Regions from separate parts of the Gossypium hirsutum genome. Here region 1 is linked to region 2. The links are chromatin contacts, called in public Hi-C maps. All regions are on one chromosome and are shown on one strand. Each heading gives the region's core, a stretch centred on a gene start, on an enhancer-like site or on the middle of the called end of the contact. The rest is flanking DNA. Distances are from core to core; before and after follow the strand shown. Region 1 has its middle 23 kb from the start of LOC121208249. Region 2 has its middle 11 kb from the start of LOC121208764.

Region 1 (6,890 bases), core at 779-3,278, 58 kb after region 2:
TTAATTCTGCGGGTTTACACATTGAGTTTACGTAAACTCACCCTTTTCTGTTTATTTTGTACAGGTAACCCATAGACTTAGGTGGATCGGTGCAGCAAGGGCTCAACGGCGACCACCTTTCCATAAAATTGTTTAAGTTTTCTGTTTATGGCTTTATTTTATATTTTGGGTTATATTTTGAGAGTTTGTAATTTTTGGGACTCTCTGAACGTTATGATTTTTAACGGTGGTTTTGGCTTGTTTATTAACTGCATGCCATGACAAAATATTTTCTGAATTCACAATTTCAAAAATGAACTGGGTTTTAGAATTAAACGGTTTTTCGTAAGCTTTTACTGTAAAACACGTTTTAAGGCAAATCAACTAAGTAAATAACGGTTTGACGATGATTCTAATCAAATAAGAAACTAATAATTAAGGGGCTTTATCGTGACGACTACGTGTTCAAAATCCCTTTCATGTGACATCGTCAGATTTGGCCGTAACGTCTAGGTCGGGTTTGGGGTGTTACAAATTGATAATTAATAAAAAGAAATGCATTTTACTCATTAATTCATTTAAAATAAATATGTAATATTTTCCTCATTGCAAAGTCTTAATCTCTCCATCTTTTTCAAACCAAAATTTGGTTTTGTTAACCAAGATACTAATCTTTGGGTTAGTTGCCAGTCGCGGTCCCTTTAAGAGCTTTTTGTGATTTTGTTTTAAATTTTTAGATCCATTATCTTTTCTCTAAAAACTGTAGTGGTTCTAGTTTTAATTCACGTTACCTTCTCTTAAAATTGTGGTGGTTTTAATTTTTCATTCATTTTAAATCTAGTTTAAATTTTTTTTTTTTTAGCTGTGTTCTCATGCATACATCGAATTTATCAAAGTAGAAGTGTTGGCAAATTTATTGGGAATTGTTATTGGAAGACTTTGTTATGATAAAGTACCATGATAGTGTATGCAAGGTTAAACTTTGACATGATAGGAAGGAGGATAAGCCATTTTGAGATGTAAGAGTGGCTATTTCGTTAACAGTAGTTTATTGTCAAGTTCTTTTATTGATAGTAGAATTAGGGTGCAATTATTGGTGATTGATTAAGGTGATTTATTTTTGGTTAGTTTTTGAACCTTTAAGTGTTACGGTTATTGTAAGATGGTCGTTTTTTCTATTGGTTTAGCTTTCTCTATTTGATTTGATTTTTATCCTATTATTAATAAAAGATTAGTATAAATTCAAACTTGATATTAAAAATAAGAGTAAAATTCTAATAAAAATAAAAGCTTTTTAAAACGAGTAAAATAATTTTTTTATTGCTCAAAACAAGTTATGTGAGTTATTAAAATTTTTAAAGTTAATTTATTGTTAACTCATCTATTGTTTTTATATTCCATGTGGATTAATGAGGTGCAAATTTTTTGACATATAAAAGCATGCTCTTTGTTGTTATATAAATATGGGTCCATAGATGGTTACATTCTTACAACAACAAAAATATAAATTTTTACTTAAGGTTAAAAGTTCAAATTAGGGTTGAATATTTTTATAGGTTATTTATATAAGGGCTAAAATTTTTAAATTTGATCATTTAAGGATTTTATCTTTATAAAAATATTCAAATAAGAGTTTTTTACCCACTTCAAATTATTTTTGTAGTAAAAATTAAATGAGTGTTAATATGTATAAATTAAAATACATAATTGTTGAATGAGATATTACTTAAAAGAAAAAATATAATTTAAACCCTAAAATACTATATATAAAAAGTTGTTATTTGAACACTTTAATTTGACCATTTAATAATTTTAAAAAGTTTTAACTTCATTTGAACCCTTCTATAAATATTGGATCCTTTTTGTGATAATTTTGAAATGTTTGAGGTTTTATTACTTGAAAAATGTATTATAAAATTATTTAAATATTTAAATATAAATGTGAGATTTTACGCGTGTCACCAATCAAACGGCTAAAAGGAGAGTCGTAATAAAATGTTTTGGATAGAGCTCTCCTAAATAATTGATTAAACACAATATTCCTAATGTCTTCCAGCTTTGGTCCAAAATTTTAAGTTGATTGTGATCGTTGATGAAAAAGACTAGCTTTTGATGCATACAAGATGGGACCCACATCACATGCCCTTCTCTTCTATTATCTGATAAGATTAAAGGAGCAATACACAAAATGGGACCCATTTTTCCAAGTGAAAATTTTAAATTAAATTTTAGGGAGAGGGCCATAACCTTTCTCCGGGGCTTACTTTACTTATGTTTTTTAAACTAAAATATGTATAATTTTTTAAATTAAAAATATACGTTTATGTTTAAATATATGCCATCATTTTAAAATCTCGGATAACCTGATATTTTAACTGAATGAAAATTTAAAATTATATTAAAATATGTTGATGGAGTTTTAATTCAATTGGTATTGATAATATTGTTGATACAGGAAGAAATGAGTTTGAGTGCATTAAAATGCATTATCTTCCTATTTATGAGTTAGGAGGGTTATGAATAATTTTATGTATTGTGTCAAAAAAACAAATATGACCGAATTCTATAACAAAATTATTATTAAAAAATTTACATCAAAATATTTTATCTATTTCTTTTTTTTTAATTATAAAACTTGAATTCACTACCTTTTAAATTTACATTGAAAACTATGTCACTAATGGTTAATCATTTACTATATTTTATTACTGTTTTTTACCCACCAACTAGTCATATAAATTAAATCAATAAAAAGATTACATCAATTTACATTGGTATAAAATTAAATTAGTTTTGCATTTACATATTTTTAAATAATTTATATTTGAAAAACTTAACTATCATGTTTTCATATTATACTAAAGGATTAAATTATATTTTAGAATTTGAATTTGGTAATTTTTTTATATTGGAATTTAAATTTCTTGTTGTTCAAGTTAGATCTTGAATTTAGCAATTGATCTCACATCAGTGCTTGAATTTATTTTTTCAAGTTAGGCCTAAACTTGGCAAATGTTCTCACATTGGGACCTAGACTTTTTTTATTCAAATTAGTATTTGAAAATCCTAAAATTCAAGTCTTAATGTAAGAACAATTGACAAGTTCAAGGTTTAATTTAAACAAAAAAAAGTTCAGGCTCTAAAATTGACAAAGTTACCAAATTCAGGTCTTAATGTAAAAATGATTGTCAAGTTTAAGACTTGATTTAACTAAAAAAATTCAGACTCTAATATATAAAAATTGTTAAGTTCAAGTCTCATATAGTAATTAAAAACATATTATTGAATATGAAAGTGTGAAAAAAAAAACGAAGGAGATGAGAGAAGAGATGGTACATGAAAATGGTAAGCACAAGCTGAAAAAGGCAGGTAATGCTTTGGGAGAAAAACAAAAGGTTGTACATAAGCCTTTCCATGTGACCCCTGCTTTTCACTCAAACATTTTTAGCTAAAGAAGCTTAAGAGGACTGCCTGGTTTTTCTTTTTTCCCTTTTTTTCTACTTTGCCCCAAAACAAAATAGTACTACAAAAGCAAACAAATTTAGAGAAATATAAAATAAAAATCAAAAGAAAAGATAGTTTGCTTTTTGGAAGTGATGAAATAAAAGTTGGTTTGAGCTGTTACTGGGGTATTTTTTCTTACTCTTTTTTCTATATACATTTCAACTACTTTTTTTTTATGTATTAGATTATGATAAATTTATGTTGTGGGTGAAATTTTGTGTAAAAATATGTTGCAATAAATTTATATGAAATCAAACAAGATTTTTACTTGAAATGATTAAAATAAAGCTTTAAAGATCATGGTGTCTTAGGTTTAAATCTTATTATAGTAATAAAGTAATCTTTCAAGTGAGTTGATATTCGATTCACTCATAACATCATGAATAACTTTTGTGTGAGAATTTCTAACTCCACTATATGCTACTGTCATATATGAGTTTAAGTCTGATAAATCGATTTTAGTTTTGGATTATTCTAATTTTTAACTATTTTTACTTTGTATTAATTTAGTTCTATTTTATAATTGTTTGAATTTATATTTGTAATTATACAATTGTAGTATAATTACACCGTATTTGAACTATAAACCTCTCTAAAAAATATAGTCTTGAATATTGAAAAAATTAAATTAATAATTTTATGAATTTAAATTACTGTCTATAGCTACTAATTAAATAACTTATTTTTTAAAAAAGTTTTTATTTGGTAAAACTAAAAAAAAAAAAGATTGGGATTAAAAAAGTGGAAAGGTTGTATAGGTGCTAACTTTAACACAAAACAGAGAAGGGTGCTGAAACAGAAAAAGCTGCGGCTGCCAATGGACACTTATACATTTGAGGTATCCAATCATGTGGCGTTGCTTTTTAGGGTACACCCTTTAATCATCTTCTGTCTTTTCCTTTTTGGCCTTTGATTGTTTAAAGTTTTTATAGCTTCCACCATGTCCATGGCTAACAATAGGCTGCAAAAAGAATTTTTCATAAAAAATCGAAATTTGATTTGAATTAATTAGATTTAATCCAGCTCAATTATGATAGTCTATGACGTGAATCAGTAAATACATGAAATAAACAAAACACGATCAAAGGAAGTGGGTATTTCTATAAACATTACGAAAAATAGAACAAAAATATAGGATGGCAAAATTGTTTATGTAACTCAGTTTCTTTACATTTATGGAGTTTAGTTTAATGAGAAGAATTTACTATTGTTAAACTTAATACAACTAATAATCCTAGTTCTAAGACATTCGATTTAAAATCCTCACTTCTGTATTCAAAGACTAGTGCCTTACCACTAAATTATCTCCTTTAAAATTTAGTTTGTAAAACCACAATACAAAAGTTTTACCATCCAAATACATAGAAGTTCGAGACTTACTAATATACTAATAATCAATTACCATCCAAATCTCTATTAAATAACAACTAAAATAGCTAAAAATAATATACTAATAAAGTCCAAAGCAACGTGGGCTGTTGAGAGATATGTCTTTAATTCTCTTGATCAAATTTCTACAAAGTAAGGGATTTGATTGCTTGATCTGACATCATCTTCAAAGATTTGTAGCTCCACAAGGATCTTCAAAAATGGGTCAGCACACATTCACAAAACCATTTAAGTCATTGCCCAACTGATTTGGTTGAAAAGATTTCAACTCCAATAATTAAGTTATATTGCTTCTCAATGTGCCAGCGAAAGTGGCCACTTCCCTTGGCACATCAATAATCACTTAAAAAAAATACTTGCCTTAACAATAAAATTTCTATCGAGGTTCAACAAATGACTAAATTACCAATAAATGCCAAAAAAATTTGGAATTTACCAGATTAGGCCATTTTTTGGAAGAATTACAGGAGTGGGCTGATTTTACGAAAATGCTTCTACGTAGACACGTTTTCAGGTGAAATCCAGAAAAATACCTTCAGGTGGATGCGTTTTCTGTATATTGCCTGTAAAATGCTTTCAGCTGGAACTATTCTTAGTGTGGTGTCAAGAAAACACTCTTAAGTGGTTGTGCTTTCTGTCAAATCAACTAAAAAAAGCTTCCAGCTAGAAGCGTTTTTCTCCTGCATATTTTTGGTGTTAAGGTTTTGTATTTTAGGGTTAGGGGATTTGTGTTTTAGGGTTTAAGATTACGGTCTTTGAAGTAGCGTTGTTTAGGGTTTTTGAAATATTAAATAATTATTATTGTATTCGAAATTTAAAAACTTCGTATTTTCATCGAAACTCAGAGTACTCGTTTGGGATGTAATATTAGTTTTTAAATTTTTGGACATTTTTAATACTAGTTTAATCCAATTTATCATAGTGCATTAATATTGATGAAATGAGTTTTGAAAATATATTTTCGGATTCCCGGGATATATGATGGGTTTTTTGTCCCAAGTGGGGGTTGAAATTTGTAAAGAGATAACGCTCCAAGTAGGATGCACTGTCAACAAAAGTATTGAAAACATGTCTAGCTAGAAGCACTTCCAGCTAACATGGCACTGAAAACACTTTCAGCTAGACGCACTTTTAGTACTTTTGCTGACAGTGCGTCCTACTTGGAGTGTTATCTCTATACAAATTTAAACCTCCCACTAGCTGGGGAAAATTTTCAAAATCAACTTGGAGCTTATCCCTTGATCTATAAATGAAACATATTTTAGCCTTGAGTGGCATAAGCCATTTACGAGCAAATAAAAAGTTGTTAGGGAGATTAGAAGAAGAGAAGTTCGTGGAGAAGGTATAAGTTGAAGTAACGATGCAATTTGCATAAAAGTAAGCATTGATTTTTGTTGTTCATATTTAGTTGCAGCATTAATTTTTGCATAATGTTTTTGTTTCGAGCGTCTTTCGATAGATTATTTGGTTTAAAATGAGTGGATGGATTAATGCTATTGTTTATTGTAACACCCCATACCTGTAATCCACGCCGGAGCAGAATACGAGGCATTACATAACTTGATCTCATGCACACAACATTTCCCAAGTCACCAAGACTTTATCCAAATTAGAACTTTTTTTCAATTTCTACTTAAAACTTCTTATTATGGGCCCACGAGCCCGAAATCGACCATCAAAAACTATTCAAGATCAACCCAGGTCTTTAAACCGTCTATAGAAAATTTAACTTTGAAACAAGGCACACGCCCATGTGGAAAGGCAACCTCCCATGTGGCCATTTCGACATGGTTGTGTGATAGCCCGTGTGGTTTACACAGCCCAAGCAATACAGGAACATGCTCGTGTTCTCCACTCGTGTAGAAATAATTTTAAATGCACACCTATAAGGGTTTTCACACGGCCTGGCACACACCCGTATGCCTGGCCCATGTCCTTCACACGGCCATGACACGCCCGTGTCCTAGCCCGTGTGCAAAAACATAGACATTCTGTTTTTGACGTTAGCATTCCCAAAA
Region 2 (6,606 bases), core at 3,492-5,991:
TGAAAGGTGCAAAGGCTTGCAAATTAAAATTTTGTGAGCACTGTGTTCTGGGAAAGCAAAAGAGAGTGAAATTTGGCACTGCTATCCATAATACAAAAGGTATTTTGGAATATATTCACTCAGATGTGTGGGGGCCTTCCAAAACACCTTCGTTGGGAGGAAAACACTACTTTGTTACTTTTGTTGATGACTTTTCCAGAAGAGTTTGGGTGTATACCATGAAAACTAAAGATGAAGTGCTTGGAGTTTTTCTTAAATGGAAAACTATGATCGAAAACCAGACTGGCAAGAAAATCAAGCGGCTTAGGACGGACAATGGAGGGGAATATAAAAGTGATCCGTTCTTCGATTTGTGCCAAGAGTATGGTATTGTTCGACACTTCACAGTTAGGGATACACCACAGCAGAATGGATTGGCAGAGCGTATGAATCGAACATTGCTGGAGAAAGTTCGATGTATGTTGTCCAATGCTGGGTTGGGCAAGCAATTTTGGGCTGAGGCTGTGACATACGCTGGCCATCTTGTTAATCGTTTACCATCATCTGCATTAGAAAGAAAAACTCCTATGGAGGTATGGTCTGGAAAACCGGCTACAGATTATGATTCCTTACATGTGTTTGGATCCACTGCATATTACCATGTGAATGAGTCAAAGTTAGATCCCAGGGCAAAGAAAGCTCTCTTTATGGGAATCACTTCTGGAGTGAAGGGATTTCGTCTTTGGTGCTTAAGCACAAAGAAAATGATCTGTAGCAGAGATGTTACCTGTGATGAATCTGCCACATTGAAAAAGGTAGCAGATAAAGATATTCAGACGAGCAATACTCCACAGCAGGTGGAGTGTACTCCAAAACAGGTGGAGTTTGAGCAGATGGGGATTTGCCCAGTTAATAAGTCTAATTCTCCAGTCACAATGGAGGAATTAGAGGTTGAAGAGGTTCTGACCCAAGAACCACTAAGTACACCAGAACTAGTTGCAGTTGCAAGGCCACGGAGAGAAATTCGTAAACCTACTCGATTTACTGATATGGTGGCCTACGCCCTTCCCGTTGTTGATGATATTCCTATCACTTATCAAGAAGCAATGCAAAGCTTAGAAAGTGATAAATGGAAAAGCGCCATGGATGAAGAAATGCAGTCTCTCCGAAAGAACAATACTTGGGAGTTGGCGTAATTACCGAAAGGTAAAAGGGCAATTGGATGCAAGTGGGTATTCGCAAAGAAAGATGGATCTCCTAGCAAGAAGGATATTTGCTACAAGGCAAGATTGGTAGCTAAAGGCTACGCTCAGAAGGAGGGAATTGACTACAATGATGTATTTTCCCCTGTTGTGAAGCATTCCTCCATTAGAATTTTGTTGGCCTTGGTAGCACAGTTGAATTTGGAGCTAGCGCAACTTGATGTTAAGACGGCTTTCTTGCATGGTGAGTTAGAAGAGGAGATCTATATGACTCAGCCCGAAGGATACACAGATGCTGGTGGTAGAAATTGGGTTTGTAAGCTGAACAAATCGCTATATGGATTGAAGCAATCCCCAAGGCAGTGGTACAAGCGATTTGATAGCTTTATGAGAAGGCAGAAGTACACAAGAAGCAAATATGACAATTGTGTATATTTGCAGAAGCTGCATGACAGATCTTTCATTTATCTACTCTTGTATGTTGATGATATGTTAATCGCTTCGAAGAGCCAAAATGAGATAGATAAGCTGAAGGCTCAGTTGAATCAAGAGTTCGAGATGAAAGATCTAGGTGAGGCCAAGAAGATTCTCGGCATGGAGATAAGTAGAGATAGACCGAGAGGCAAGCTCTGTTTAAATCAGAAGCAATATCTGAAAAAGGTATTACAATGTTTTGGTGTAAATGAAAACACAAAACATGTAAGTACCCCACTTGCTTCTCATTTGAAACTTAGTGCTCAATTATCTCCGAAGACTGAAGATGAAAGAGAATATATGGCGAAAGTCCCATATGCTAATGCAGTTGGGAGTTTGATGTATGCGATGGTGTGTACGAGGCCTGACATTTCACAAGCTGTTGGAGTTGTGAGCAGGTATATGCATGATCCTAGAAAAGGACATTGGCAAGCTGTGAAATGGATTCTACGGTATCTTCGAAAAACCGTAGATGTTGGTTTAATTTTTGAACAGGATGAAGCACTTGGTCAGTTTGTAGTTGGATATGTTGATTCCGACTTTGCTGGTGATTTAGATAAACGTCGTTCAACTACGGGGTATCTGTTTACTTTTGCGAAAGCCCCAGTGAGTTGGAAGTCTACCTTACAGTCTACAGTAGCTGTGTCTACTATAGAGGCAGAGTATATGGCAATTACAGAAGCTGTTAAGGAGGCTATTTGGCTTAATGGATTATTGAAAGACTTGGGAGTTGTTCAAAGTCACATTAGTCTATATTGTGACAGTCAGAGTGCTATTCATTTAGCGAAAAATCAAGTCTATCATTCAAGAACCAAGCATATCGACGTAAGATATCACTTTGTGCGGGAAGTGTTTGAAAAAGGAAAAATTCTACTTCAGAAGATTCCGACAGCAGATAATCCCGCAGATATGATGACCAAAGTGGTAACAACAATCAAGTTTAATCATTGTTTGAACTTGATTAACATCCTGAGAATTTGAGCACCTACAGGTGTATGGCGCTCGAGAGCGCATTTAGAGGCACTACAAAAGATAACTTTATCGAATTTGGGGAGTTGAAGGAAGTGTGTGAAGATGTGATTATCCTAATCAAATCTTCAAGGTGGAGATTGTTGAAAGGTCAACAAAGGTAGGAAGCAACTTGTTAAAAAGGTTGAGCAAGTTGCACCGAATGTTGAAAAGTTGAATAGGATAATTGCAATTTTGGTCCCTAATTTTTTAGGCCATTTGCAAGTTAGTCCCTGAACTTCAACTATAAATAGGCCTTTTCATTTTTCATTTCAACCATCCCAACCAATCTTTTTCTCTTAGTTTTCTCTCTTCTCCCATTTGAGAATTCTTAAGGAATTCTATTTGTTTGTAATATTTTGGAGATAGTAAAGTTATCATCTGGTGTTAGTGCCCGAGGACGTAGGTATAATTTACCGAACCTCATTAAATCTCTTGTGTTCTTTCTTGTCCTATTTTTCTTTCAATATTTGAGGGTATAATAGTAGTATTTAATTGTGCTATTAAATTACTATAGAAGGGATATTCTGTCTAAGGAAAGACTTGGTATTTAAGAGATCCATGTGATCCACCTCTCTTCCCTGGGAATTGAACTTTGTGTGATTTTTTAGTACAATAATTTACACGCTTCCGACCCTATTGGAACAACAAAAAGAACACTAGAATCCTTTGAAGGGAAAGAATGTTAAAATCAACTTTGATGCTGCATTTGGTAAACAAAATAAAAAGTCATGTACAGGAATCGTCATCAGAAATTCTTTTGGTAATATTTTAAAAGTAAAAGCTTACAATAACGAGCATATACCGACGACGTTTACAGCAGAGGCACTCGCATTTGTCTAGGCGGTTAGATTCGAAGCAGAGTCAGGCTTTTTAAGAGTTGAAGTTGATGGCGACGTGTTAGCTATTATTAAAAAAATACTAAGTGAGGAAGAGGATAGATATGAAATCAGGGTTTATATTTTAGATGCTAAAAGATTAAGAAGCAACTTTGTTAGTTGTAGATTTAAGCATGCAAGGAGACAAACAAACAAAGTGGCTCATATACTTGCAAAAGAAGGTTTGATCGAGAGCGAGAATACTTATTTGGCTTCTGGTCTTTTTAGTTCGATAGTTAGGGCCGTCAAGGTTGACATACAAGGTGGAAGAGGAGGAAGTTGAAGGGATTATGTAAAATCTAAGGAACTTTACAAATTTGAATACAAGGAAACAATAGATTTGAGGGGTTGAAGAAAGAGTATTTCTATTTTTTAAGAGAAGAAAATGATAGGAAAATGGAAAGGCATTTGAGATCCAAAGTTTCTTTAGTAAAAGAGTAACTAAAATAGCGAGTAAAATCGCTCATTTCAGAGATGCCTTGGATCAATTGAGAGTTTTGACGTGGTTGACAGTTATCTTTCAGAGCTTGAAGAGACAAATTGTTGAAGAAGAAGAGGGATCGTCAGAAATGGAAACTGGCTACGGGGTAGTTTCTTTAGGGTTTTGTTTTGAAATGAGTATTTTTTAAAGTTTGGGCTCGTTTAAGCTTTAGAATTGTAGGACGGATTGGGTTTTTAATGGGCCTTTGTTTCTAGTTCAGGGTTTGTTTTTACTTTATTATTTTTCTTTTTCTAATTTGAATAAAATTATAGGCCAAGTTTTATCATATATATATATCTTCTACTTTGTCTTCTAATTGAATTTATTCGTAGATCATGACACTAAAACCAGGCCAACCAAAAGTTTTGTGTGAAAATGAATTTTATATTATTTGTAAAAATAAATTATTTATATTTATTTTAAATCTTTTATTAGATTGATGTTATGAATCAATTAAATATCAATTCAATTATGAAAATATTAAATTTGTATTTCATATAAAAATCAAATTATATTTTTTATTAAGGTGTATTGATCTTTTTATTTAATAATTTTATAAAAAATTGGTTATAAAACATGAAAAATAATTAATTTTATTTTTGTAACCAGTATATAAAAAGAAAGTGGTGGGATTTGATTTGAGGTCAAAGAAAGTGAGAGGTTAAAGTGAGCATCGTTGTCGAGAGTAATTTGTCCTAAACGACGACGTCGCATTCAACTTCCCGAATCTATCAACCCTCAATGTCGCTGTCAATGGTTGTGCCTTCTTCTACGCCACTCACCCCTCAAAGTTGACCGTTAATTATATATATATATTCTCTTTTTTGGTTATTCTTTTCGAAAAATTAAATATAATTTAATACTGTTATTTATACAACATATATTTAAATCATTGCAATATAGTCTAATATAAATAATAAATATATATTATTCTTGATATCATTTTTTTTTGGTAAAATTAATTGTGACCGCTGAATTGGAATTTATAGCGTGTGAATTGCAAAATTGATGTGATTTAAGAGGTGTAGGCTGTAATTTGGTTAGAGGAATTCTCGTAATTTCGTTTCGTGTTTAAAATAAATTATATTATTCGAAGTTATTTTAGTATTTTTTATTTAAATATAATATATATACATATAATAAAATTTGAACTCATACCAATTATATTAATAAAACTTTAAATTTATCATTCAACTAATACTTTATTTTTACTTTTTATATATTTTAATCTTATTATGCATACTTTTATATCTATAATATTATTTAAACACTTAATTGAGTTGGTGTTACAAGTCAACATGGCACCAACTCCATAAGAAAAATTACCAAAATGTTTTTTCATATTTAAAATAAGTTATATCTATATTGTTATTTAAACCCCTTACTGAGTTGGTGTCACAAGTAAACCAAGCACAAACTTGATTAGGGAAACTACCAAAATATCTTTTCGTATTTAAAATAAGTTATATTATTTGATGGTATTTTAGCCTTTTTATTAATAAAAAATAAACAATATATGCATTTGGTGAAATTTGATTCTATGCCAATTGGTATATGAAAACCACAAATTTATTACTCAACCGATGCTTTATTTTAATTTTATTAATAATATTGTTGATTGAATTGGTGTCTCAAATTAACTGAACATCAACTTAGGATTGATGACAACACTATGATAAATAATTGTATTCTTTTAGTATTTTTAATTTGAGTATTTATGTGTTTTAATTTCATTTTACTCACAATTCAATATAATTTTTTATTTAAATATTATACATATTTCGTGTATTATTATTAATTAGTTTCAAACCATATGCTTCATTATTTATGATAGGTTATTTTTAAAACCACATCTATATTCTAATTAGGTGATTTCCACTTTGATACAACTTTTAGTTAATTTTAATTTTCTTTTTGGAAAACAAAAAATAAAAGAAAAATAATATATATATGTTGAATTCTCATGAAATGGGTGCATGCTTTAATCCTTCTTTTATCCTCTACCTCCCAAAATAAAATTCTTAATCAGGCAAGTCTAATGAGGTTTAAAGTCAATTAGTACTTAATATTGAATTTAAATAAATAAATTAGCTTATTATCAAAATCAGTAAATAAATAAATTAGGTACGTGTTGGCATTTTAATTTAAGAGTGAGAAATTAAGAAAATTAAAAAGTTTGATCCTAAATGGAATATATTGAGTGTTAAGTGCTCCATGCGTAGGGCATATCCTTCATTTCATTTTTAAATAAAAAATTAAACCCACATGGAATTTTTAATATTTAATTTTTTCATTGCTAAAAAACTAACCCATGAAATAGATGTATCTATTAAATAAACACCACCACCATCATCATCATATTTTCCCTTTTTTTTCTTTTTTCAAAATTTTACACTTTTTCAATATAAATTCTTGGAGATAGAAGACGAAAATGACGGATTTGGCCAATATTGAGATGATGATCAATGGGGTCTATGTACTTATCATAATATATATATAGAGAGAGAATTTTAGATGAACGATGCAAAATGACAAATAAGCAAAATATCATATAATTTGTTGGAATGTTGGCATTTAATTAATA

What was found. A called contact is a pair of places that touch in the nucleus more often than the background predicts.
Region 1: a Hi-C map of leaf shows a contact between it and region 2, with 1.6 times the contacts expected there. The contact joins two enhancer-like sites. A contact is called at or near these places in 3 of 34 Hi-C or Micro-C datasets (leaf and petal).

The regions. Positions count from the first base shown.
Region 1 is chrA10:16,460,798-16,467,687 of Gossypium_hirsutum_v2.1, forward strand. No RefSeq gene overlaps it. Among protein-coding and RNA genes, the nearest start is that of LOC121208249, 23 kb to the right of the region's middle. Within about 2 kb of position 2,029, at least 5 of the 9 cell types and tissues checked have an H3K27ac peak or open chromatin away from gene starts, as enhancers often do. A contact at or near this core is called in leaf, where this site is marked.
Region 2 is chrA10:16,399,625-16,406,230 of Gossypium_hirsutum_v2.1, forward strand. No RefSeq gene overlaps it. Among protein-coding and RNA genes, the nearest start is that of LOC121208764, 11 kb to the left of the region's middle. Within about 2 kb of position 4,742, at least 3 of the 9 cell types and tissues checked have an H3K27ac peak or open chromatin away from gene starts, as enhancers often do. A contact at or near this core is called in leaf, where this site is marked.